Linked DNA regions of Mus musculus: region 1 is linked to region 2. The links are chromatin contacts, called in public HiCAR-type maps. All regions are on one chromosome and are shown on one strand. Each heading gives the region's core, a stretch centred on a gene start, on an enhancer-like site or on the middle of the called end of the contact. The rest is flanking DNA. Distances are from core to core; before and after follow the strand shown.

Region 1 (5,917 bases), core at 1,478-3,977, 2.9 Mb before region 2:
ACCTTCCTGCCAGGCCCTCCCTCAGCCAGGCGTTGTTGACAGTCAGTCTGTCCCTGCCCTCCTGAGGATCCTTCCGACCTGTTCTCAGGAAGTTTAAGGACGGGGAGTTAAACAAGCTATAGCAGTGTAGTGGTGATGAGAGAGGCCTTGTCTCCTCTCTTCCTCGGGCGCACCCTGAAGGGCAGAGCGATTGGATAGCTGGCCCAGGTCTCTTGCCTTCTTGTCATACCACATAGCTGGATGGGTGTCTGTCCTGTATTGTAGCGAGTCCTCACAATTCTGGACAAAAATAAAGGATCAGACACATTTACTCTAGCTGCTTTGCAGCTGGCTCGCCACCACCACCATCCTTTTTTTTTTTTTTTTTTTTTTTTTTATGCACAGGTGTCACCCCAGTTTGATAGAGCAGCGGAAAGCCGGTTTCTGATACACCGGAAGCCTCACCGAGACCAGGCAAGGCGCCCAACTCGGAGATCTACCTGCAAGTTTCCACGTCTAACCTTTGAGAGTCCACAGTCTTCCAGTTCAGAGACGTTGTTGCTATCCAACCGAGTGCAGCCCCAGAACTCAGAAAAGGACCCACCCAGAAGGCCTTTAGTGCCATTGTTCAGTCCCCAGAGCTGTGGAGAACTGTCAGTGCATGTACCTCACAGTTTACCTCATGTGTTCGCACCCCCTGACATCCAGACCCCAGACTCTTCTGTAAGAGACGATCCCATTTCCCCAGACCAGAAGGAAAACAGTTTTCCAAGCTGCATCCTTGGCCCTGGGACTCCCAGCAGCCCAGAGCCGGGGCCTGTTCTGGTCAAGGACACCCCTGAGGAGAAGTATGGGATTAAGGTCACGTGGAGACGCAGAAGGCACCTGTTTGCCTACCTTAAGGAGAAGGGGAAGCTGGATGGAAGCCAGTTCCTTGTGAAGATCTGACAGGACCGCAGAGCTTCAGTTCTTCCCGGAGCTGCTGTGGGGAGGTTTCGCAAGTCATCCTGGTTTGAAAGGATGAAAGGGGACGAACAGCAATAGGAAGACCACTTAGCCAGAGTCGGAGTTCGGTTTCTAGGGTTCCGCCTCGCACCAGGAACCGTTGAATTTAGTGTCATGAACTGTTGGTATTTTTCTCACATTAACTGTTTAGACCTCTGACGTTTCTTGTACTGTTCACAGCGTTTGTAAATAAATGGCTGCCGAGTTTTTAGAGAACCCAGCCGTTGTCAGTAATGCAGCCTCGTGCCCATCTATAAAAGGTCTATGCTTATTAGTCTTCTGCCTCGAACTAATTCATCTCACGCTGTTGGTACCGAGTGTGAGGCTCAGCGACTGGAGAAAATCAAGAGAGAGCTCTGGTTTTTAATGGTTGACAGCCTTGGCTCAAAGGGTCCCAAGCCAGGCCTGTGTTGGTGAATACGATGGGGTCAGAGAGCTAGGGGACGGATGAGTACTTTAGGTTTGTGTTTTGAGATGTGTTTACAGTGGAAGAAATATGACGCTATCACATGTGGTGGAGAAATGGATTCCTATCAGTAACTTATCCTATGTGTACATAAAGTGGAAGCTCACACTCTAGTGTGGGTAGTGTGGATGTGCCTGTCTCAGTGGTCCTCTTACTCATTCAAATAGCATCTCTTTCAACCCTACTCATTTAGCACTAGCCCTTTCTAGACCAAGCAGAGCTTATGAGTGAAGATTTGTAGCACACACACACACACACACACAAAGGAGCAATCCAGAGTCCCACAGGGAGAGGGGCTAAGTGAGTGCAATGCTTTCCTAGCCTATGTGTGCAGGTATCATATTCCCTAGTTTTCAAAAATTAATTTCTGGGACCTGGAGAGGTGGCTCAGCAGTTATGAGCCCTGGATGCCCGGAGGCGCGAGTTCTATTCCCAGCACCCACATGGTGACTCACAACCATCTGTAACTCCAGTTCCGGGGTATCTGACAGCCTTGGGCACCAGGGATGCATATGATATGCAGACATACACATAGGTGAAACATACACATAATAGCCTAGGGCACGATGGCACATGCCTTTAATTCTAGCACTAGGGTGACAGAGGCAGTAGGATCTCAGAGTTCCAGACCAACCGAGGATAGTATAGTGAAATCCTGTCTCAAAATAAATACATTATTTTTTAAGTGAATTTTTGGATTCAACATCAGTGTGACTTTGGCCTTACTAATTAAGTTTATATGCTATAGTTCTGGTCATAAAGTCCTATAGGGACCAAAGCCACAAAGGCATTGATGGCTGGAGGCATGATTTACTGCAGAGAGGACAGCTTAGCTGCTACCCTCACTAAATAAGGACATTTGCTGAAGGTCCCCAGGTAGGGATCCCTCAGTCGGGCTTTGGGCAAAGGCTGGTTTGGGAGGCTGAAGGCCTCGGCTATCCCAGAGTCGGTGGTCAGATGCTGAGGCTTCAGGTGATAAAGAGTAGAAAACCCAAGGCAGCAGCCTGGATGTTCTCGGTGCCACAGAGGGGTGCTGGGGATCGCTCTGTGGGGGCCAGTCCCGGAGCGGTGGAATGGAGCAGCAGACTCTTCCGACCCAACCCCGGGGGGCTGCTCCCGGATCTAGCGCACGCGCCTTCGCCTCCCGGTGCCTCCCGCCCCCTGGAAACCCTCCAGCATCATGGCTAACGCCATTTGCCAGTGAGAGGGGAGCGTAGGGCACTGGACCAATGGGCGTCGGCGACAGTGCGGGGTGTGGTTGTCAGGGGCGGGGCCCGATCTCCTCCATCCTCTCCAGCCGGGCGGCGGCGTCTCGGGGTCTGGACGCTGATGCCACCGGTCGGGCGGGTATGGAGGCGGCGCGCTGCGCACCCGGACCCCGCGGGGACAGGTCAGGCGGCGGTGGGGCGGGCTGGGGTCTCCAGGGTGGGCGGGCAAGAGCGGAGGCCAAGATCGGGTCCCCAGCTGAGCAGGCGCTTTGCACACCCCGCGTCGCCAGAGCGCTCTCGCGTCTCTTTCCTGGAATTTACCCCGAACCTGCTCACCCTACTCCCCAAGGGCCTCCGATTCCCTCATTTGCAATGCGCTGTGCATCCCGTGCCGCCAGCACTCTTGAGCCGCTCCCCTGGAGTTTACCCTGGACCAGCTCGCCCTGCTCCCCTGGGGTCTCGATTCCCTTACTTGCAATGCGTTCGCCCTCCCCCATGTCTTTCACGAGTAGGATCAGAACTGAGCTGGAAGGAGGGCACTCTTGGGAGTCGACGCGGAAGGTCGCGAGTGATGGTTAATTGGTTCCAAGGCCGTTGCATTTGGCAGTCATTGCGGAATTCTGGAACGAGTCCGAGAGCTGAAAATGCAAAACTGTTCTTTTCTTCTTTCTTCCTTCCCCTGAGTTCTAGCAGTTCTTTCAATCAGGACTTAGTTTAGACTGATCCGTACTCTTGCTCGTGCCCCTGGCTTTTCTACCAATACCCCTCTTTTTGCCTGGTTCACATGGTGAGCTTGGAAAGACAAACGGGCTGCAATCTCAGCCTGTTCATTTCTTGTCAGCTAGGCTAACGAAAAGTTAATGGGGGGCCGTGTGAAATCACTGGCTCAAAACTTTGGCATGGTGTGAGGATTAAAATCAAACACGCCAACTACATTCTTCCTTTACCATTCCATTACCACAGCGATAAAGGCTTGGCGTGTTAGGATTTGGTCTGACGTTTAAACTGGTTTTTAACTGATCCGAAACCATATTTTACAAAGTTATAAAGACGGAATAGCGACCCCCCCACCCCCCGTGGGTCCCATCCAGACTAGGCTTCCCTGAAACTTAATAATAAGTTAATAAGGAGGACTTTGAACATTTGCCCCCTACCTCTGCCTCCCAAGGCGTCACCTGTTTTAATCTTTCATCAACTAAATTCTATAAACATGATAGCTGCTCTCTGAAATTTGTTTACAACTTCTCCATTTTGGGAACCGAAGATCCATTTACAAGGGTAAGGTCGGGGTAGGAAAGTTAGAATTCAGCGTGTATCCGGTTGAAATCAAATGATATCGCGTTCAGTTGAGGGATTTAGTTGTTAACGAAATGATTTTTAGAGAAGTAAATTTCTTAGGGATGTGATTTTATTTTTATTTTATTTTTTGAGATAGGTCTTATGAAGCAAGACTGAAACTCGATATTCAAACCAGGTTAGCCTCAAACTCATACAGACCCATCTGACTCTGCCTTCCATGACTCATGATTTTAGGGAACAAGGACTTGACTTTGAAACTGGGACCAGCTGGCAGGTTTTTGTTTTGTTTTGTTTTCATCTCCTGGACTTGAAGCTTTAAGCTTTAATGCCTCCTCCCCCACCTTTTCTTCCAAAGAAAGAAATCGACTCTTTAATTTCCAGTTGATTGACAGGAAAGGAGCCCGTGGGAGCCCCTAGTTTCTCCTGCCCTAGGAAGAGCATGCAGGTTTGTTGCTAAAAGCCAGTGACTGCCTTGCTTTTGGGGTAGTCATTAAGAGTGTTTTGAGAGAGACTTCGAGACTGACTTGACTGAAAGTCAGTATAATCCAGTGGTCCAGGCTAGCCACAAACTCAAAATCTTCCCTGCCTGAGCCTCCCAAGTGTCTCCTGTAGGCATGTATCACCAAACCTGGGTGGACTTGTGTGCTAGGTGTCTTCTCTCTCCCCCTCTCTCTTTGTCTCTCCCCCGCTCTCTCTTAAATTTGAAATTTTCTTTACATTCTGACCAGAGTTCTCCCTCCTCCTCTCCTCCTCCCAGTATTCCCCCCCCCCATCCACTCCTCCCTTTCTCTCCTCCCATGGATGCCAACCAGCCATGGCATATCGAGTTGCATTAAGACTAGGCACCTCCTCTACTTTTAAGGCTGGAGGAGGCATCCCAAGAGGAAGAAAGGATCCCTAAATCAGGTAACAAGAGTCAGACCCAGGGGGCTGGTGAGATGGCTCAGTGGTTAAGAGCACTGACTGCTCTTCTGAAGGTCCTGAGTTCAAATCCCAGCAACCACATGGTGGCTCACAACCATCCGTAACGAGATATGACTCCCTCTTCTGGTGTGTCTTTAGACAGCTACAGGGTACTCACATATAATAAATAAATAATAAAAAAATTAAAAAAAAAAGAGTCAGACCCAGCCCCTGCTCCCACTGTTAAGTAGACCAAGATACACAACTGTAACATGTGCAGCGAGCCTAGGTTGGTCCCGTGCAGGTTCCCTGGTTGGGGGTTCATTCTCTGTGAGCCCCTATGAACCTAGGTTAGTTGATTCTGTTGGTTTTCTTGTGGTGTTCTTGACCTCTCTGGCTTCTTCAATCCTTCCTCTCTTCCACAGGATCCCCTAAGCTCCACCTAATGTTTGGCTGTGGTCTCTGCATCTGTTTCCATCAGTTGCTAGGTGAAGCCTCTCTGATGGTGGTTATGCTAGGCACCTGTCTGCAAGTACAGCAAACAGAATGTCATTAACAGTTTCAGGGGTGATCTCTCTTTCATTGCCTGGGTCTCAAGCTGGACCAGTCATTGCTTGTCCATTCCCTCTCCCTCTGCTCCATCTTTACCCCTGCACAATCTACAGGCAGGACAAATTGGAGGGCGAAGGTTTTGTGGCTGGGTTGGTGTGCCTGTGCCTCCACTGGAAGTCTTGCCTGGTTACAGGAGATGCCCAGTTCAGGCTCCATATCCCCACTGCTAGGAGTCTTAGCTAGGGTCACCATCGTAGATTCCTGGGAGTTTCCATTACACTAGGTTTCTAGCTCATCCCAGAGAAGCCTCCCCATTCCTGATTCTGGTTGTCTCTCCCAGTACTCTCTCCCTCAGTCCCTCCCCCCCACGTGATCCTTCCTATTCCTATCCCCACCCCTCCATTGAGAACCCTTCCACTCCTGCACCCCACCCCAAATAAAGTTGCTATGAACTTAGTTGAGCTATGTTCATACCTTGTGGTATGGTGGAGCATCTTTTTGATAT
Region 2 (6,422 bases), core at 3,065-5,564:
TTGGTATGGCTGTTTTGTTAGCTTGAATGCCTGGGCACCACCTGCATGTCTGGTGCCCACAGAGGCCAGGAGATGGTGTCAGATCCTCTGGAACTGGAGTTACAGGTGTGCTGGGAATGAAACCCAAGGCCTCTGGAAAAGAAGTCAGTGCTGTTAACTGCTGAGCCATCTCTCCAGCCCCCTACCCCAAACTGAGATTATTTGAAGGTGCTCACCACCCACGTGTGTATCAATACAGGAATACGCTGACGCCCAGAGTCACACCAAGCAATCCACACGGACAAGACTAGATAGAGCAATGGCCCAAGGCTCACACCGCTGGCTTTCAAGAAGCGTGCTGTTCTCAACCTGTGAATCGCGACCCCTTTGGGAGTCCCCTATCAGGTAGTTACATTATGATTCATAATGGTAGCAAAATGACAGTTATAAGGTAGCAACAAAATCCTTTGGGGGTCACAACATGAGGAACTGCATTAAAGGGTCTTGGCGTTAGGAAGGTTGAAAACCATTGCTTCAGAGTTAAGGAAGTCGTGGAACCTTCTCGTAGTGAAAGCAGCAAACCCAATGGTCACTGCTACAGTAGCCAGGAGGCTCTTGTTTCGAAAAAGGATCCTGTTGGGGGCTGCATATGCTGGTACCCACATGGGGATGAGACAAACGACCACACTAAAGCCAACTTGGCCGTATGCGTTTAAATCTTACCACCAGGGGGAGCACAAGAGCCAACTGGGACCCCTTGAGTTGAACTGGGGTTTTTTCCAGAAACAGGATCCCACCCACACCCTACCCCCACCCCACCCCCAGGGAAGGCAGAATAAGTTTTCCCAGTCCCAACTCTATAAAAGCCTGGAAGGTCTGGCTGCCGCCATGTGATCGCTGACTCAAGGGCTTACCCACATTTTCCTCTTCTAGTTAAAGCAAACCACATTTTTTCCATTCCTCCCTTTTCCTGGTTGCCTGCAGCATGAAGCTTTTGTAACAAACACACTTTGGCCCAGAACATCACTACACCATAGAAGACCAGAGTCCCAAGACAGGAGGTAACCCTTCCAAATAAACCACAGAGTAGGGACCAAGACCCTCAACTCCAGGTTCAGGGCTTTTGTCGTATAAGGGAACATCTTTGTGTGGGCCTGGGATCTCCGGCAGGAGGATTTCCACTTTAAGACAACACTGAGACTCTTTTAAAATAAGCAAACAAGTGAAAAATAATTTTTTTAAAAGAAAGGAATCCAGCCAGGCAGTGGTGGCGCACGCCTTTAATCCCAGCACTTGGGAGGCAGAGGCAGGCAGATTTCTGAGTTCGAGGTCAGCCTGGTCTACAGAGTGAGTTCCAGGACAGCCAGGACTACACAGAGAAACCCTGTCTCAAAAACAAAAACAAAAACAAAAATGGGGGGTGGGACCCATGAGGGGGCTGGAAAGATGGGTCAGAGGTTAAGAGCACCAACTGCTCTTCCCAAGGTCCTGAGTTTAATCCCCAGCAACCACATGGTGGCTCACAACCATCCATAATGAGATCTGACGCCCTTTTCTGGAGTGTCTGAAGACAGCTATAGTGTATTTACATATAATGAATAAATAAATCTTTTTAAAAAAAGGAATCCATGATTCTATGTAATGGGGTCTTAGGCTGTTTCTTGGAGATCAACCATAATAGTGATGGCAGTGGGCTGGGGGAGAGTCTCTTCAGCAGTCACCGCTATCCAGAGCAGGTTCTGATGTGGACACAAATGTTTACTGAACCCCACTCTCCCATGGTGGGGGAGGGAGTACAAGGAGATAAAACCTTTTCTTTAGAACTGTTCTCTTGCCAGGCGTGGTGGCACATGCCTTTAGTCCCAGCACTAGGGAGGCAGAGGCAGGCGGATTTCTGAGTTCGAGGCCAGCCTGGTCTACAGAGTGAGTTCCAGGACAGCCAGGGCTACACAGAGAAACCCTGTCTCGAAAAAACAAACAAACAAACAAAAATAGAACTGTTCTCTTAAGATGGATGGACTCCCACCAGAACAGTACAAGGAGACCTTATTTTCTCCCTATCCCAGCTCTGCCTCCTTCCTTGTCCTCTGCCCTCGCTCCCCCACAGCCAGTAGCTTCCCTGGCACAGACAGTTGCCATGTCTTTGTGTTTCTAGGCCCTCACACACAGCTCCTCCTGGATGGCCACTCTCTGCTCCGCTGATGCCTCCTGACTTCCAAAGTCATAGATAGCGCCTGCGTGGGGCCTAGCTCAGATTGACTCGGGGATGTCCACAGAATTGCCTGTTAGGGTCTCTCGAACCCCTATCCGTGGATAAAGGTGCCTTCATGGCACTACACTCAACAAGAATAACGTGGTAAAACTAAGAAAATTTAGAAGAAGCGAAAGAAGCTCTTAGAGATTCGGCTTCTGCTCAGACTCTCCCTCTGGCTCCCACATGACTCCTCGGCAGACTTTTAGGTCCCATTGCCGCTCCTACCTTCCCATAGGTCCCAAACTGGTCACACCCCCTAACGGAGCTCCATTTTTCATTTTACCTAACCGCACCTCCTCAAATGCATTCGGATTTTCTGTCCAGTGCCCCAAGGTTTTACACCAGGGAGTGGAGATACAAACAAGGGTCCCTAACCGCACAGCACTTGCAGGCTGCCCTCTTGTCCCGTGCCCACACACAGTCAAGGGGTTCACCTGACACTCCCGGGGTTCACCTTCACTCTCAGAGGACAAGGTCCTCACCAGCTCTCTCCAGAAGACCACGGGAGCCCCAGCTCTGCCAGGCTTCCCTGATTGTAACACTTACTTTGTGAGAGCTCTCAAGAGACCCCTAAGTTGACCACACACACCCTCCAAGTCTCCTGCCTGCGTCCTTCTTCCAACTCCTAAGCTGCTTCAGGGAAGACAGAATGTGTTGCTTTCGACTCCTGTTCCCCAGTGAAGAACCTTTCTAAACTAAACTGTGGGAAAAAAAAAAAAAAGGTTTTTAACTGGGTCTATTAATGAATCAGTCTACTTACTGATAAATAGTGAAGCCAGTCTACTGATAAACAGTAAAACAAGAGCTGTGCTATGCTAACAGAGCTGGGTTTGCTATGTGAAAAAGTTTCTTGTTTTTATTTTTTGTTTTTGGGGACCGGGTCTCCTGTGGCGTTGGCCTCCAACGTACTTTAACCCAGGAAAAAAAATTTTAACTCACATTCTTTTTGCTTTCTGATATTTTCTGATGTTTCTGTAATAAGTACGGTTTGCTTTTGCAATGAAGAATGCTAAGGAAACTTCCTGCAGGGGTGAGGAAGAGAAAACTGTAAAGGATATTGAGAAGGGCCTCTTCACCCTGTTGAAAAAATCAAGAAAGAATTTAGAGAGTCACAGAGCAGGACGTGGTGGCCTGAACCGCTCTGGCAGGAGGACTGGAGTTGAAGATAGCCTGAGCTACATAAGCAAATTCCGGGTCAGTAGGTCTACAAACGGCTAAATCCTACTTCAAAAGAAATGAAATCGCTGGGCGTATTGGCACATCCCAGCAGAGGCAGACAGATCTTTATGAGTTCAAGGCCAGCCTGGTTTACACAGGGCGTTCCAAGCCAGATAGGACAGCATAGTAAGACTCTGTCTCAAAATAATAATAGATTTAAATAAAAAAAATAATAAAGCACAATAGAATTTTCACAAGGAGGCAGGGCGGCCAGCATACACCCCTGCAGGCATGGAGGCGCAGCAGAGTAGGGGTGTGGCATCAGGTGTGGCAGGGAATGAACGGAGTAAATACAGGATGAAGAAGGGTTTCAACTCAAGTCTCTGAACGTAGAAAGTTTCTGAGCAAAGTAGAACTGCTCAGATTAGCACCTAGAACATTCTAGCGGCCACCGTGCTCAACTAAGTGCGTTCAGTCCAGAAAGGTTTACAAGGAGGTGTCAGAGAGAACGCAAGCCAGGCAAATAGGGGCTCGCAGACTTGCCTCGGGAATCTGAAAAGGTTCTTAAGATTACATGGCCCTTGGGGGTCTTCCAACGTGAGCTCTTATGCAGAGCCCAGGATGAACTAGGATGAACGGGAAAGGCGAGGCCGGCACTTAACTCCCCGTAAAAGAAGTCGGGTACGGAGGTCCGGAAAGACCCCGAGACGGTGGGAAGAAGGAAGATGGAGGGAAAGAGGATCTTAGAAACCAGACGGCAAAAGTTAGGTGCAGAGAGAGCTCTGCACTGAGGGTGAAACCGAAGTCCCAGAACCTGGGTCTGGGGAGGGGATTAGAGCATGGGCGGGGCAGGTGGGCCGGGGGGCGGGGTCGGCATCCCTCCGCACATGCGCATAGCAGCTGGCCGAGCGCCGTAAGGAGTGGCACTTTTTAAAAGTGGAGCCTCAGGCCAGCCCCTAGCCGCAGCGTGTCTCAGTCGGTTGTCGAGTCCCTTCTGTCCCAGTCGTTCGTGCCTCTTGTCCCACGCAACTCCAGCTTGTACCATGCCGGTCAAAGGAGGTAGCAAGTGCATCAAATACCTGCTCTTCGGATTTAACTTCATCTTCTGGGTGAGTGAGAGGCGACTGTCGGCGCGCTCCTCTCCGAGGCCACCTGTTCTCAGGCCCGAGACGGCGTCCGGGGCGGAGAGTGTCCCGGCGGCCGAGAGCGCCGGGAGCCGCTGGTACTGCGCGCGCCAGGCGGACTCCGGGCGAGTAGAGAAAGGCGCAGCGGCTGCCAGCTGGCCAGGCGGGACTGGCAGGTGGGCGGGAGGAGCAAGTGGGTGGGAGAGCCGAGGGTCCTGGTGGCTCCGGCTGTGCACTTCGCTCCCGGGTCCTTCTACCGCCGAGTATTTGAGATGGGCTCTGTGCCTGCTCCCACCCGGAGCACCCCCGAGTGTGAGAGAGGAGTGAGGGAGGAGCGGAGCAACCTTTTCGAGTAACTCGATGCCCTCCCCGGCCCGCAAGGCTCCTTGCCAGCAGGGCAGTCGAGCGTCTCCCACTTCGGTGGTCCCACAAGTGACAAGGGGTGCTACGGAGGGAGAGGAAGTGGGTGTGGGGAGTCTTCCCTGCACCTGGAGGTCGGACATTCCTTGTTTAGGACCTGAACTCTCAACTGAAAACGTCCATGCCTCTCTCTAAGCTACCTGAAAGACTAGATTGTCTTGATTCTTTTTCAAGAGCGATAACTATCTTGGCTGTAGAGAACTCTGGGAGAGTTAAGAGAAAAGAAGGCGGGGAAGGTGCCTATTGGCGCCTCTAGATGGGATAAATCCGGTGTTTCTGCATTTCCCAGGTAATCAGGTACTGCGGGCTTGAAGCCTCGCTCTAAAAATGTCCAGGTGGGGCCAAGGGGAATGGCCGTTCACCTGCAGAGGGTCCAGAGGCAGGTGCTAGTAGACTCTACAGATGGGCCTCTGGGTAGGGCAACAAGAGAGTGTCCACTCTCCCAAAACTCAGGGACAGAAGCAAGGAAATACACGGAAGACCCTTTTGTCCTGATTCTGAGAGGGCACACTCCCAAACACAAATGGACGGAATTTGCTCCCAGGCAATCAGGAAAGAGCTTAACTAGGCAACTCCTGTGCCACCAGAGACTTTGAACAACAACAACTAAAAAGTCCACTATTCCCTTTGGAGCTGGCCACCGGGATGCTCACCATCTTCCAGCAACTGTAAGGTTTAATACTCTCCAGGGTTGCTTGGAAGTGTTGCACAACCTGCAGAGACTGCCCTGGGTTTCTAGGAGCCACCACACCCATACAACTTAAGAGGATGTCAGAGGACATTCCCTGCTTGTGTTTCCCCAGTTCTGCAGACAGGCAGCCAGCTCCCAGGCTTGGCTTGGTCCACTCATCAGCTTGAGCGCTTTGTTACAAAACAAAGTCTGAAGGCAGCTGGCCCCACCCAACCCCGCCCTGTCCTTTGGGGAGTTTTCCTCCCTCTACCTTTTAGTCTCTTCCCTGCTAGTCTGTCGGTCAGTCCCCAGACGCCTGCATAGATGGTGTGAAAGTTTGGTGCTAAGGGGAAACCACATAGTTGCCTACATCTCCCATCTGCCCCCCATGGCATATGTATGTAAGGGGCTGAGAGGAGGTGCCCATGGCCACCCTATGTCTTCTCATTCTGTTGCCTGCTGGCCTACAGTCTGCCCATCTTGTCTCCTGCTGCCACTTCCGCTCCTATCCAGAACCCTGACAAGTTGCTGCTGGCTGACTCTGCCTCCTGAAGCAGGACAGTCTCACTCTAGAAGGGTTTGACTTTGGGGTTGGGAACTGCATTGGAGATTATGCACCAGCTGGAGGTGCTAGCTCTCGTGTCCACCGTGAGGAACCAGGGTGCCCAAGATCGCAAGCCGAGTTAGTACTGTAACCTCTGGGCCCCTTGTTTGCTCTCTTTACTCTCCTGTCTCTTACCATTAGGGAGGTGGGCGGTTTACTATGTTAATTATTGTTACCTGCCCTACCCTGGGCTCTAATAGGGACAGTCCTGTT

What was found. HiCAR-type assays count read pairs that join an accessible place to other places.
Region 1: a HiCAR-type map of astrocytes shows a contact between it and region 2, with 2.3 times the contacts expected there. The contact joins the promoter of Tulp3 here to the promoter of Cd9 in region 2. A contact is called at or near these places in 1 of 39 promoter capture datasets (liver) and 1 of 115 datasets of contacts at active chromatin or transcription factors (astrocytes).

The regions. Positions count from the first base shown.
Region 1 is chr6:128,352,661-128,358,577 of GRCm38.p6, reverse strand. Tulp3 (tubby-like protein 3) reads left to right here and starts at 2,727. Exons shown (of 11, transcript NM_011657.2): 1 at 2,727-2,840. The coding sequence starts at 2,800. Rhno1 (RAD9-HUS1-RAD1 interacting nuclear orphan 1) reads left to right here. Exons shown (of 3, transcript NM_001326585.1): 3 at 385-1,578. The coding sequence ends at 927.
Region 2 is chr6:125,492,652-125,499,073 of GRCm38.p6, reverse strand. Cd9 (CD9 antigen) reads left to right here and starts at 4,314. Exons shown (of 8, transcript NM_007657.4): 1 at 4,314-4,500. The coding sequence starts at 4,435. Gm26728 (a long non-coding RNA gene) reads right to left here and starts at 5,641. Exons shown (of 6, transcript XR_869432.2): 1 at 5,589-5,641; 2 at 3,173-3,310.